Regions from separate parts of the Sus scrofa genome. Here region 2 is linked to region 1. A link is a contact called in public HiChIP or PLAC-seq data. All regions are on one chromosome and are shown on one strand. The core of a region is the stretch at or near the end of the contact, and the rest is flanking DNA. Distances in the headings are between cores, read along the strand shown. Region 1 has its middle 15 kb from the start of TLE3. Region 2 overlaps LOC110262000 (a long non-coding RNA gene).

Region 1 (5,699 bases), core at 1,189-3,688:
CTTGAGACGCGTCTTTAGAAGACCAGTGCTATGCTGTTGGCTGAGACCTGCAGAAGTCAAGGCTGGAGCAGATTTGGTCATGGACACAGAAGGGGAACTGTGAACCCAGCCCCCCTTCCAGATGTTAAACCAACAGGGCTGATGTGGGAAAGGGCTGGCAGAAAGGAGCTGCAGGAGTTTGGAAGAGCAGGTAACTTGGAACTGGATGGTTGGCAGCCTTGGAGACCAGGCTAAGTGACCTGGCCTTTACTGGGGGGGGAGGGGAGTGGGGGCTAAAATCATTGACTCCTAGCTGTCAAGCCCATATTCAGGTGTTTACTCAATTGTCTCACCAAACTGTATAACCATCGGATCATGGTGGCAGGGGTGGGTGGCTGCCCAGACTCCCCCTGGGAACCAAGACCCCAGGCCCCAACTTCAAGGGGGGATTGGGAGCTCTCAGAACCACTCTCAGCAGAGGTGAACCCCCTCTCCCAAGGTCAAGCCCTGGAGAGCCAGAAACCAATGATGGGTGGATTGTGGGAATATAAAAGCTCAGCGCCCTAGCCTCTGTTTAGGCAGTTCTGGAAAGCCACCCAGCTCCAGAGCATTCCTGCAGGTCGGCTGAGACCTCTGTGTGGCGACGCCACAGCCCTCTGTCTTCTGCCTCTGCCCCTTCTTGCTGCCCTCACTCCTCACCAGGATCTGACACTGAGAGCCCTCCTCCATCCACACCCTGCAAACTGGAACATTCTCCACTTTCCTGTTGTCAGATTCAGCAAATAAAAATGCAGGAAACCCACTTAAATTTGAATTTCAGTTAAACAAAGAACACTTTTCAAAGTATAAGTATATCCCAAATATGGCATGGGATATACTTACTTACGAAAAAGAAATCCTTCCTTTATCTGAAAGTCAAATTTAACTGGGCTTCCTGTATTTGATCTGGCAACCCTGCTCCATCTCTGAGTCCTTTCTTGGGCAAATCTGACCCATAACAAAGCCCATGAAGTGGTATGTTATTGTGCCTTTTTAGAAACAAAACTGAGCCTGAAAGGAGTCACAGTCACATCCCTGACCCTGGTTATTACCGGAGGGTGAAACCACAAAAGCAGGGGCCCTGGGAGCTGGAGCCGATGAATCTGTGGCATGGGGGTGCAGAAGCTCCTCAGCCCCGCCTCCAACTGGGCCAAGCTCTGGAGGTGATGGTTCCTCCCCGGGTTTTCCAGCAAGCCTCCCCGGGCAGAGCTGAACAACCCGGGAAGAACATTTTAATCAGCCGCCCTGTCTCTGCCTCTCTTGGCCTTTGCTTTCATTGTCAGAGTCTGTGTCAATAGCTGGAAATCCAGGCAGCAGCACAAGCTGACTGCCCGCTCCTTCCTAAGTAGAAATCTCACAAAGGGCAGGGCTCCCCTCTTTACAAGGAAAACAAACAGGTCTCCAGGCTCCCAGGGGGTGGGGGTGGGCTTGGGGGAGGGGCTGTGGGCAGGCAGCTGGCTCAGCCCTGCCCAGGTTCTAACCCTTTCCAGCTTCTGGCAGGTCAGACTGTGGGGAGGGCAAGCTTGCAGATCGCCCCTCTCCTGGAGGGTGAGGCTGGCTCGCTCACCTGGGCCCTGGCAATTCCACTCCATCCCTTCTCAGGAGCCAGCAGGACCTCTAAAGCAAATCGGATCTGCCACTCCCCTGCTCTCGAAACCACCCCGACCCCCACCCCATTAGCCTCTGGGTTTGCCTGTGTTCCCTCTGCTGGAATGCTCTTTCTTTTCCATTTGAGCTCATGGAATCCCACCTGCTTTTCAAGGCCCTTTCTTCACTGCCCTCTACCCTTGGTCAGAATGAGTCGCTCCCCTCTGGGCTCCATGGCATCCTTATTTGTGTCTGATGCCCTCACCCCAGGGTGCCCTGCCCTGTGGTTAGCTGGGCCTGTGTGGGTCTCTGCCTCCAGGCTGTGGGCATCACCTGACCTTTGCCCAGCGATGTCCGGTGCATGAGGTCGTTTTCCCATTCCTGCTCCCTTGCAGCTCTCTTGGATAGATACCACAGTCCCCATTCGAAAGATGGCCCACTAGAGGCCTAGAAGGTTTCCTGGAGTGCCCGTGGCCTGCTAGCTAATAACTGCAGAACGGGGCTCAACTACCCAGATCTCTTGGTCAGATGCCAGTGCTATTTCCCCCAAAGGCTGGACTTGTGATCTTATATGCAAACCACACCTAGCCCTGTGGGTAATCACGCAGTAGGGGCTCGTTAAATGCTGAATTAAATGCAGCGAAGCAGAGATTTTGCAGACATATCAAGGAGGGGGGCATTTGGAGGTGTCTCGTGGCTTCCAATAACGCTGAGAGAAGCCGCTTCCTCTGCTCTTTCTCCCCACACCCCTGCCTGCCCAGCTCCCAGTAGACTGTGGGGTGGCTAGGGCAGGAGTTCCACTTCCCGTTCTGCACCCTTCCTCTTTAACTGGAATGTGGGGCCGGGTGACTGGGAGGTGAGCCTCTGGGGCGTGGCGTAGGAAGCTACCATCACCATGCCATGGATGGTAACGCCAAGCGGAACTGGGACTGGGGCCCTTGCGGGCCAGGGAAGGGGTGTGTGCAGGTGCTTTCCACTTCTGGGGTGGCCCCAGCATCACCAGCCTACCTGGGAAAGAAGCAGACCTGGAATCTCCCACCTCCCACGGACCATTCGCAAGGCTGCCTTTGAGGATAGGGCCTGGGGGATTTTCCCCCAAACAAAAGCTCCATCAGGACATCAATCATGAGGGTGCCCCCTTCCAAGTAGATCCCAAGGCCCACCTCTTGGGACCCCGTCCACTGCCATCTCTGCCTCTTCCGGGCTCAGGTGGAGTCAGGGGTGCAGGAGGAGGGAAGGTGTACCAGGCAAAAGAGCAGTGTGGATCAAGTCCTAGAGGCTCAAGGAAGAGTAGGAGCAGATGGTGCCTTAGCTGAGGACATGGGTGGAGGCTGTGGGCGAGGCTGCAGAGGCAGAAGAGGTAGGATGCCGGGAGCCTGGCATGCCATGCCAGGGAGTTTGGGAGTCCTCCTGAGGACAGATGGAAGCCACGGGATGCCCATCACGGGGGAGGGGCCATGATTTGGTTGACAATTTAGAATGATCCCTCTAGAAGCCACAGAAGGATGGGCAGAGGGAGGGAGGAGAGCAAGACAGCGGCAGTCCAGCCCAGGACTGATTTTTCTGGGGCCACTCAAAGTAGAGGGAAGAATTGGCTGGTGGGGTCTGGCCTCACAGAGCATAAATCCTTGGAAAGTGGCTTATCTGAGCTCACACACCTGGGAGACTTTGGGCAAGTCACTTAACCTCTCAGAGTCTCGATTTGTTCTTCTGTGAGGATACCTAGCTCCCAGGGAGATCCCGAAGTTGAAAAAAAAGGTGATAACATCTGAGAGGGTCCGGGGGCACATAGGGATATGACTGTACTTGACTGGGGGAGACCGAAGATGAAAACGGCATAGTCTACAATTGCCCGGTTTGGAACAAGGACTCTGGGGCCGGTGCTGCTGGGTTTGAACACTGGCTCCACTACTTAGTGGTATGCAGTTTGGGTCTAGCCACTTCCTTTCTCTGAGCTTCCTCTTTAGCTTCTGCATAATGGGTATGATAATATCTGCCCCACAAGGGTCTGTGGCAGGGTCATATGAGATGATTGTCAGTTCTTGGGACACTTCAAGCATTCCAAAGATGGGAACGGTTGTCACCGTCATCAGTACTATCGTCATCCTGAGGGAACTAGAATCAAAAATATTTTTTCTTTTGATATTCGTTATCAACATGCTGTATAGGCAGCAAATAATTATTTTAATAACGAAAAGTTAACTCATCAAGAAAATGAGAAGACAAGCCATAGACTGGGAGACAATATTTGTGAAACACATATCTGATAAAGGAATGTTACCCAAAATAGACAATTCTTTGTTGTTGTTGTTGTTTTGTTTTGTCTTTTTACGGCTGCACCCACGGCATTTGGAGGTTGCCAGGCTAGAGGTCTAATTGGAGCTGTTGCTGCTGGACTGCACCACAGCCACAGTAATGCCAGATCAGAGCCCTGTTTTTGACCTACACCACAGCTCATAGCAATGCCGGGTCCTTAGCCCACTGAGCGAGGCCAGGGATCGAACCCACAACCTCATGGTTCCTAGTTGGATTTGTTTCCGCTGCACCAAGACAAGGAACTCCCCAAAATAGACAAAGAATTCTGAAAACTCAACAGTAAGTAAATTAACAACCTTATTTAAAAATGGACAAAAGGGAGTTCCCCGGTGGCTTGGCAGGTTCAGCATCCAAGGTTGTCACTGCTGTGGCTCAGGCACAGCCAAAAAGAAAAAAAAAGAAACAGAAAAACAGAAAAAGGTCTGAACCATTTCACCAAAGAAGATATTCAAATGGCAAGTAAGCATATAAAAAGATGCTCCACATCATATGTTATTAGGGAAATGCAAATTAAGATAACAGTAAGACAACTATATGCCTATTAAGAATGCCCAAAATACAAACACTGGCAGAAGCAAATACTGGGGAGGAGGAGGAACAGGAATTCTCATTCACTGCTGATGAGAATGCAAAATGGTACAGCCACTTTGGAAAACTGAACATATTCTTAACATACAGTCCAGCAATTGAACTCCATGTTATTTACCCAAAGGAGATGAAAACTTACGTCTACCCAAACACCTGCACACAGGTGTTTCTAGCAGCCTTATTCATCCTTGCCAAAACTTGGAAGCCACCGAGATGTCCTTCAGGGAGTAAATGCATAAAGAAACTCTGAGACATCCAGACCATGGGATATTTTTCAGCACTAAAAAGAAATGAGCTACGAAGCCAGGAAAAGACATGGAGGAACTTTACATACTTGTTACTAAGTGAAAGAAGCCAATCTGAAAAGGCTACATACGATGTGATTCCAAATATATGATATTCTAGGAAAGGCAGAACTACAGAGACAGTAAAAAGATCAGCAGTTACCAGGGGTGGGGGATGAATGGGTGGAACACAGGATTTTTAGGGCAGATTCAGACAGGGAAAATTCGGACGGCCTAGGTGCAGGGTGAAAGGTGGGAATGGAAGTGAAGGTTCCCTGTCCTCAAGGCCCCACCCCTCGATCCTGCCCTTTCCAAGCCTCCTCCTCCTTCTCCTTCCTGTGAGTGGCTGATCCTCCTGGGTACCTGCAGCTGGAGCAGCTCTCTCCCTCCTGCCATCACTGGTCCCCCTCTGCCTTGCTCCAGCTTTCTCCAAAATGGAAATGGAGACATGCCTCACATCCGAGAGCTCTCGGGGCCAGACCTCTGGAGGGGCACAAGTGGGGTCTCTACCTTACCTTTCCACCCTGCCCCCCAAGCCTGGCTGCCCTGGCAGAAAGATGCTGAACACACGGGTTGTATACGACCTGGTCTTGTCAATGACAGGAAGACAGAGGTGCTTCCAGGGGTGCCCCATCCATGGTTACAGAGTACCTGCTCCTTTTACCAGATGCAAAGCTCCTGTGAGGAGCTAATTATTTAATCCTCTCTTTGTTACTTAACACCAGGGAACTCTGGGCCCAGGATATAACCTGGCAGAGCTCTGAGGGGGATGGGACATGATATAGAGACCTGTGGTCACAATCCACACATGCCACACGATGGCTAAAGCCCACACCCCCTCCAAGGCCAGCAACCTCCTTGGGTTCCCCAGCTGGGCTCTGCTTCTTTCAACCAGCTGAGTACCTG
Region 2 (5,699 bases), core at 858-3,357, 350 kb after region 1:
ATTCGGGGAAGACTGGTTGGGCTGGAAACTGCTTCAAGAAAAATGTGCTCACCATCTACTCCCTACCAGGCTCTGCGCTAGACACCAGGTACATGGTGGCACCCAGTAGAGATGCTCACCACGTCTTTCTGGCTCCCCAGTTGCCAGGGACATGATGGATTCCTGCTAGTGGGTGAAGCCATGTGAACTAGTTCTGGACATTGGGGTTGTGAGCAGAATGAATGGAAGTCACTTCCAGGCTGAGCAGGGAGGAGATGTTCCAGGGCTTTCTCTTCATTCTGCTGTGAGACTGGCAGGATTCAAGATGGTGGCTGCTCTCTCAGTTGGAGCCCCAAGGTGGTGTCATGATGAGCGCACCCTCCCTGCCATCTTCCCTTGGCATTACCTGGATCCTCTGCTATGGTGGCTTGTATTCTGCTCAATCTCGTCTGCTGATATTCCCCAACCAGTTGTATGAAAAATAAATAAATAAGCTTTCCCCATTGATTGAGATTTGACCTCAGAGCCAAGAAGAGTTCAGGGCACCCAGCAAGCCACAGCCCTTGAATTGGGAAGTCCTGCTGGAGCAGGACTAGGCATAAGGTGACCAGGGGTGGGGGAGGGTAAGAGACAGGAAGCAAGATGAAAACAAGAGGCAGCAAGAAGAAAGATTGTTGACCAAACTAACAGGGAGCTTTCACACTGAAATATGCTTTCTCTGGTCGAGAAAGGAATCGTTCTCTTAAAAGATAGGGAATTTTTAAGGATGAGACTTTATTGTCACCCAGACCTGGGTTCAATCTCATCTCTTTCGTTTATTTCCTCTATGGCGTTAGACAACGATGAACGATGTCTCTACCTCACCTGCTCTCCTGGTCCCACCACTTTCCTCCTCAGACTCTTCCCATTGTTCCACAGCTCCTAAGTGAAGCTGGAAAATATGTGACATGTGGGTTGTCACTCCCAGCTCCCCAGCCTATGGATGACATCACCAACTAAACCCAGCACTCTTCCCTAATAAACCAGATGCAGCCTCAGAATCCTTCTTAATACAGTACTCCAAGCAGCCACCACCAATTCATCACAGTTAGTTTTCAAGATGAAATGTTCTTGCTACCTTTAGGCCTCTAAATGTCCTCAAATGTCACAATGCAGGTCTATTTGTTGTTCCTACCTTACCTCCCAGAAATCTGCCTTATAAGCTCATTTTCTACTGCAGTCATATTGAGTTAGTGAGCATTCCCTAAACAGACCAAGTTATCTTATCCCTCTTTCCTCTTGCACATGATGCATTGTCCATCCCACCCCACTCTCCACCCACTCCCAACCTTGTCCTCCTGGGGACACCTCTTAGGTTTCAGTTCAAGTGTTCTTCCCAGGTCATGAACCCTGAACCCTGTGCATATTTCTGGTAAAGTACCACACACCTACAAGGTCAAGGCTGGCCATAACCTTGAACTGCATGGCCAGCCAAGCAGCCCCAAGAGGTGAAGAGGCTTGGCATGAGATGGCTCAAGTGCCGAGCCACAGAGTGCTTGTGGATCTGGCCGTACCTCCCAGCTCTCCAGTCCAGGGACTCTGGAACCCCAGGCAACAGGGCCTTAATAACCAAACCTCCATAGCTATAGGCTATGAAGTAGAGAGAGGAAAGAAACTGGTCTTGAGGTTGTGAGCCCTCAGCCCATGGCCATGACATGTCAGCTGAGGGGGAAGCAAGCCATGGAGTTCAAAATAGAGAAAGAGGAGGAAATGAAACCAACTCAGCTCCCTGGCTCCCCCCACACCGCTGCAGTGCATTAGAGGATGAATCAGCTCGTGCTCTTCATTTCTTCCCTCTTGGAGGTAGTGGTGGGGCTGGGGGGGGAGCAAGGTATATGGTTCCTCATGTGGTTGCGGTCAAGGTCGCTGGACACTTGCTTCAGCCCCCTCCCCAGCCTGTGAGAATGAGTTCCGCATCCTCTCACGCCTACCCCTCCCCACCCAGGCAACGCCCTCCTGGCTTTTGCTTCCCTCTCCCAAGTCCAAGTCAAAGCACTGTCAGCCCCAGCCCCCACCCCTCTGGCCCAGCCAGCCCTGAGCAGAATACAGGGCACAGTCTGAAACCACATCTTGCAACGTGATTCACTCCATCTGTGGAAAGTCTGATGCAATTGTGGGTAAGGAGTCATTTCTGCTGATGAGGAAACCACAGCAACCCAGTGGGGGTGAAAGGGCAATCCATCAGGGCCACTGGGACCCACCCCCAGAAAGGGAACAGCCATGGGACAGCCCTCAGGCTCCCCAGAGCACCCCAGCCACACCACAGCTAGGGGCCAAAGAACAGAACCCCGGTTGGTACATGGCTGCCCACTTACTGAGACACAGCGGGGCTGAGGCTGCGGGGGAAGGGAGGGCCACTGGGCCCAGTTCAAAGACACCAACTCTTTCAGGGCACCCTGGGATGACCTGCCTTTCTCCCTGCACAATAAAAGGTGAACATATGAGGTTCCTGGAGGAGGCCAGGCGACTGTGATAGGAAAAGCCTGTCTCTGAGACCTGGGTCTGGTGCCTGAACCAAAAATCGGAACCACCTGCTGCTCACCACCCTGCTCTGGAAACATCTGTCTCCTCGAGTGAATGAGCTCCCACAGCCAGAGCAGGTGCCCAGGAAACATACTGAACTGAATCTGAAGTCCCAGAGCCCTGACCGCCCGCACGCTATGACCCGGCTCCTCCACACGCCTGCTTTGGGTGCCTGATCTGCTGCCCATTTCCGGGGACCACAAAGCCCGGCTCAGACACCTGCCAGTGAGCCCTGAGCTTGTCCCCCTGGCTGTCATGGATCAAGCCAGTGACCTCCCCTCTCTGGGCTACAGCACCCAGACCTCCTCACAGCTTTGTGCTTGCTTCCAGGACTTGGCATGGGATCATGGGGTATCCTGTGACAGCCCTCGTTTTGGGTCCTTTTTCTGTTTTTGTATCATGTCTCCACCTTCAACACAAGCCGTTCCAGTCATTCCATCTAGAGACGCCAGCCCTGCTGGAAAGCAGCAGCTCAACGCCCTAGATCTTGACACCCCTCCTGCAAGAGAGGCCTTATTATCCTCCTCTACTGGAGAAGAAACCAGGGCTCAGAGGGCAATAAAACCCACAAGGATATTAGCAAGAGATGACATGGGGGAACCCAAACTGTCTTCAAACTCCCTGCCTAGAATTCTCTCCAGACCCCAACCACCTAACCCAGTTCCTCCATGGTGTCTCCTGATGAGGGCCAAAGAGATGAGGAGCCCTCTAGGAAGTGCCAAGGAGAAAGTAAATACAAGAAAGAACGGTTGGTTCACCATTCAGATCTGCAAGTCCCAGACCTGCAGCTCCAGGAGCCATGTGAAACAAGTGCCCCGTGACACAAGTGCCAAGGCCCCATCCTCACTGCCTGTACCTCTCAGGCTGGAGGGCCCCATGCACCATACAAGATTGACCCCTGGTGGACATAACCTTGAACTGCATGGCCAGCCAAGCAGCCCCAAGAGGTCAAGAGGCTTGGCATGAGACCATCCAAGTGCTAAGCAGCAGAGTGCTTGTGGTTCTGGCCATACCTCCCAGCTCTCCAATCCAGGGACCCTGGACCCCAGGCAGCAGGGCCTTAATAACTAAACCTCTCATGTGGCCACAATGTGTGCTCATGAGTCATGAATCTTACTGTAAGCTGGAAGGCAGGTAGTCTTAGTTCCTTTCTATGGATGGATAAACTGAGGCCACAGCAGTGGAAGAAACTCCCTAACTCCAGTCAGGGGACCAATAACAGATCTTACACTTGAACTCGAATTTTCTGATTTAAAAGGCCACCCCCTCCAATTTTCCTAAAATTTCCACCATCTGGGTCACTCAAGGCAGGAAAGAGGTGAGGGAACATGGCCTCTAGGACCCCCCACCTACACCAAATAGATTTATTTTAAAATAAAATAAATGGGAGTTCCCGTTGTGGCACAGCAGAAACGAATCCGACTAGGAACCATGAGGTTGTGGGTTCGATCCCTGGCCTCACTCAGTGGATTAAGGGTCCAGCATTGCCATGAGCTGTGGTGTAGGTTGCAGATGCAGCTCAGATCTGGCATTGCTGTGGCTGTGGTGTAGGCCGGCAGCTGTAGCTCTGATTAGACCCCTAGCCTGGGAACCTCCATTTGCCATGGGTGTGGCCCTAAGACGCAAAATAAACAAATAAATAAATAAATAAATGTCTCGAAAATAAATTCATCTGTTTGAAATTAAAGAATTTACCTTAAATAAGTGTACGTAAATATATTTATGTAAAATAAATACTTGCAGGATAGCTTTCTTCTCCCTTCTGCTAATAGCCCATAAGCATTAGGACAGTTGATCTGATAAGCATCAGGTCCAAAGGGGGTAGACAAGACTAGGCTTGCCAGCTTTAGCAAATAAAAATACAGAAGCTCAGGCACATTTTAACTTCACATAAATAATGAATGCATTATTTGGGATATATTATGCTAAAAAGGTAGATTCACACAGGGTTGCATGGCAAAGGTGGCAGGAAGTGGCAGATCCTGGACACATTCTGAGGATGGAGCTGGCTGGAATTCCACCCTCAGACTCTGCTCCCTTTGAGTCTGGTTTCTTGGCATCTTAGCTCTTCCCAGTCCTGCCCCCTCCACCATGCCTCCCTGGCTTTCCATTCTCAGTCCTGACTTCTGCTGTTTTTCTCCCCTCTCTGTGTCTTCCTCCCCCCACTGCCAACTGACCGGGTTGTCCCTGCTCCTCTTCGGCAGCCAGGGCCACAGAGGGCAGAGGGATGGAAGTCACTTTGCTGTTTTCCTTCCCCACCTCAAGGCCTTCATGCCCCCACTGCCCCTGGAGGACTTAGCCAAGTGGCCAATGTCCAGCTTTCCTGGGAGAAGCCTGTCCTTCTGAACAGGACCAAGAACCAAAGCAGGAAAGGCCTCCTCCCAGTCCCCCCACTTTCTGGATGCAGGAGGCCCACAGGCCATGAAGAGGCTGTTGTTCACCCCTCATGCCTCAGGAGGAACGAAAAACCAGCACCCCAGGCCGCCTGTACAGCACCTACCAAGCCCACTGCGAGAATATGCTCCTGGGTATCCAAGCCCCATCTGCACAGCACACCTTCTCCCCTGAAATGAACCTCAAAAGGAAATAGCAAAGCTCATCTTCCAGTGCTAGATCAGTGGTTTTCAAACTTATTCCCAAATTAGGCCACTGTGGGGACAGGGAGGGGAGGCCTGGGGCAACTAGAACCTGTTCCCCTACTTCAGCAACACCAGCTCCATGTATATATATTTTGTGAACTGTGGCTCCTGGTAAAATTCTTTTTTAGGGGAGCCCCTGCTGAAAATATTCACTGACATGCATTTGAGACCCATGGACAGGGCCATGTGGTGAGGCTTTGTTCTCCTGTATAGACTCCCTGGGTTTAGCTTTCCCAGCATCACAGGGTCTGACCCCTGCTCCCTCAGGAGGTTTTGTCCCCCTCCTGTCATTCTCCCTGAGACTTTAAGTCCTCGTATTGCCTGACCCTCTCTCTGAAGGTCTCCGTATCAGAATCCCCACAGCAGCCAGCCCCCAACACCACCTTGGCTGTGGATTACATGACCCATTTTACAGATGGGGCCACTGAGGCCCGGAGACAGCAGAACCTGACCTGGATGTGAGAATCTGACATATATGTATGTGTGTATGTATGTATATATGTATGTATTTTTGTCTTT

Evidence for each region. HiChIP or PLAC-seq counts read pairs in DNA pulled down with a chosen protein or histone mark.
Region 2: a contact with region 1 is called in an H3K27ac HiChIP or PLAC-seq map of alveolar macrophages. The contact joins two enhancer-like sites. A contact is called at or near these places in 3 of 47 Hi-C or Micro-C datasets (alveolar macrophages, embryonic fibroblasts and mesenchymal stem cells) and 1 of 2 datasets of contacts at active chromatin or transcription factors (alveolar macrophages).

Annotation. Positions count from the first base shown.
Region 1 is chr1:167,868,408-167,874,106 of Sscrofa11.1, forward strand. No RefSeq gene overlaps it. Among named protein-coding and RNA genes, the nearest start is that of TLE3, 15 kb to the left of the region's middle. Within about 2 kb of position 2,439, at least 40 of the 83 cell types and tissues checked have an H3K27ac peak or open chromatin away from gene starts, as enhancers often do. A contact at or near this core is called in alveolar macrophages, where this site is marked.
Region 2 is chr1:168,218,349-168,224,047 of Sscrofa11.1, forward strand. All of the region lies in intron 1 of LOC110262000 (a long non-coding RNA gene), which reads right to left. Among named protein-coding and RNA genes, the nearest start is that of UACA, 230 kb to the right of the region's middle. Within about 2 kb of position 2,108, at least 35 of the 83 cell types and tissues checked have an H3K27ac peak or open chromatin away from gene starts, as enhancers often do. A contact at or near this core is called in alveolar macrophages, where this site is marked.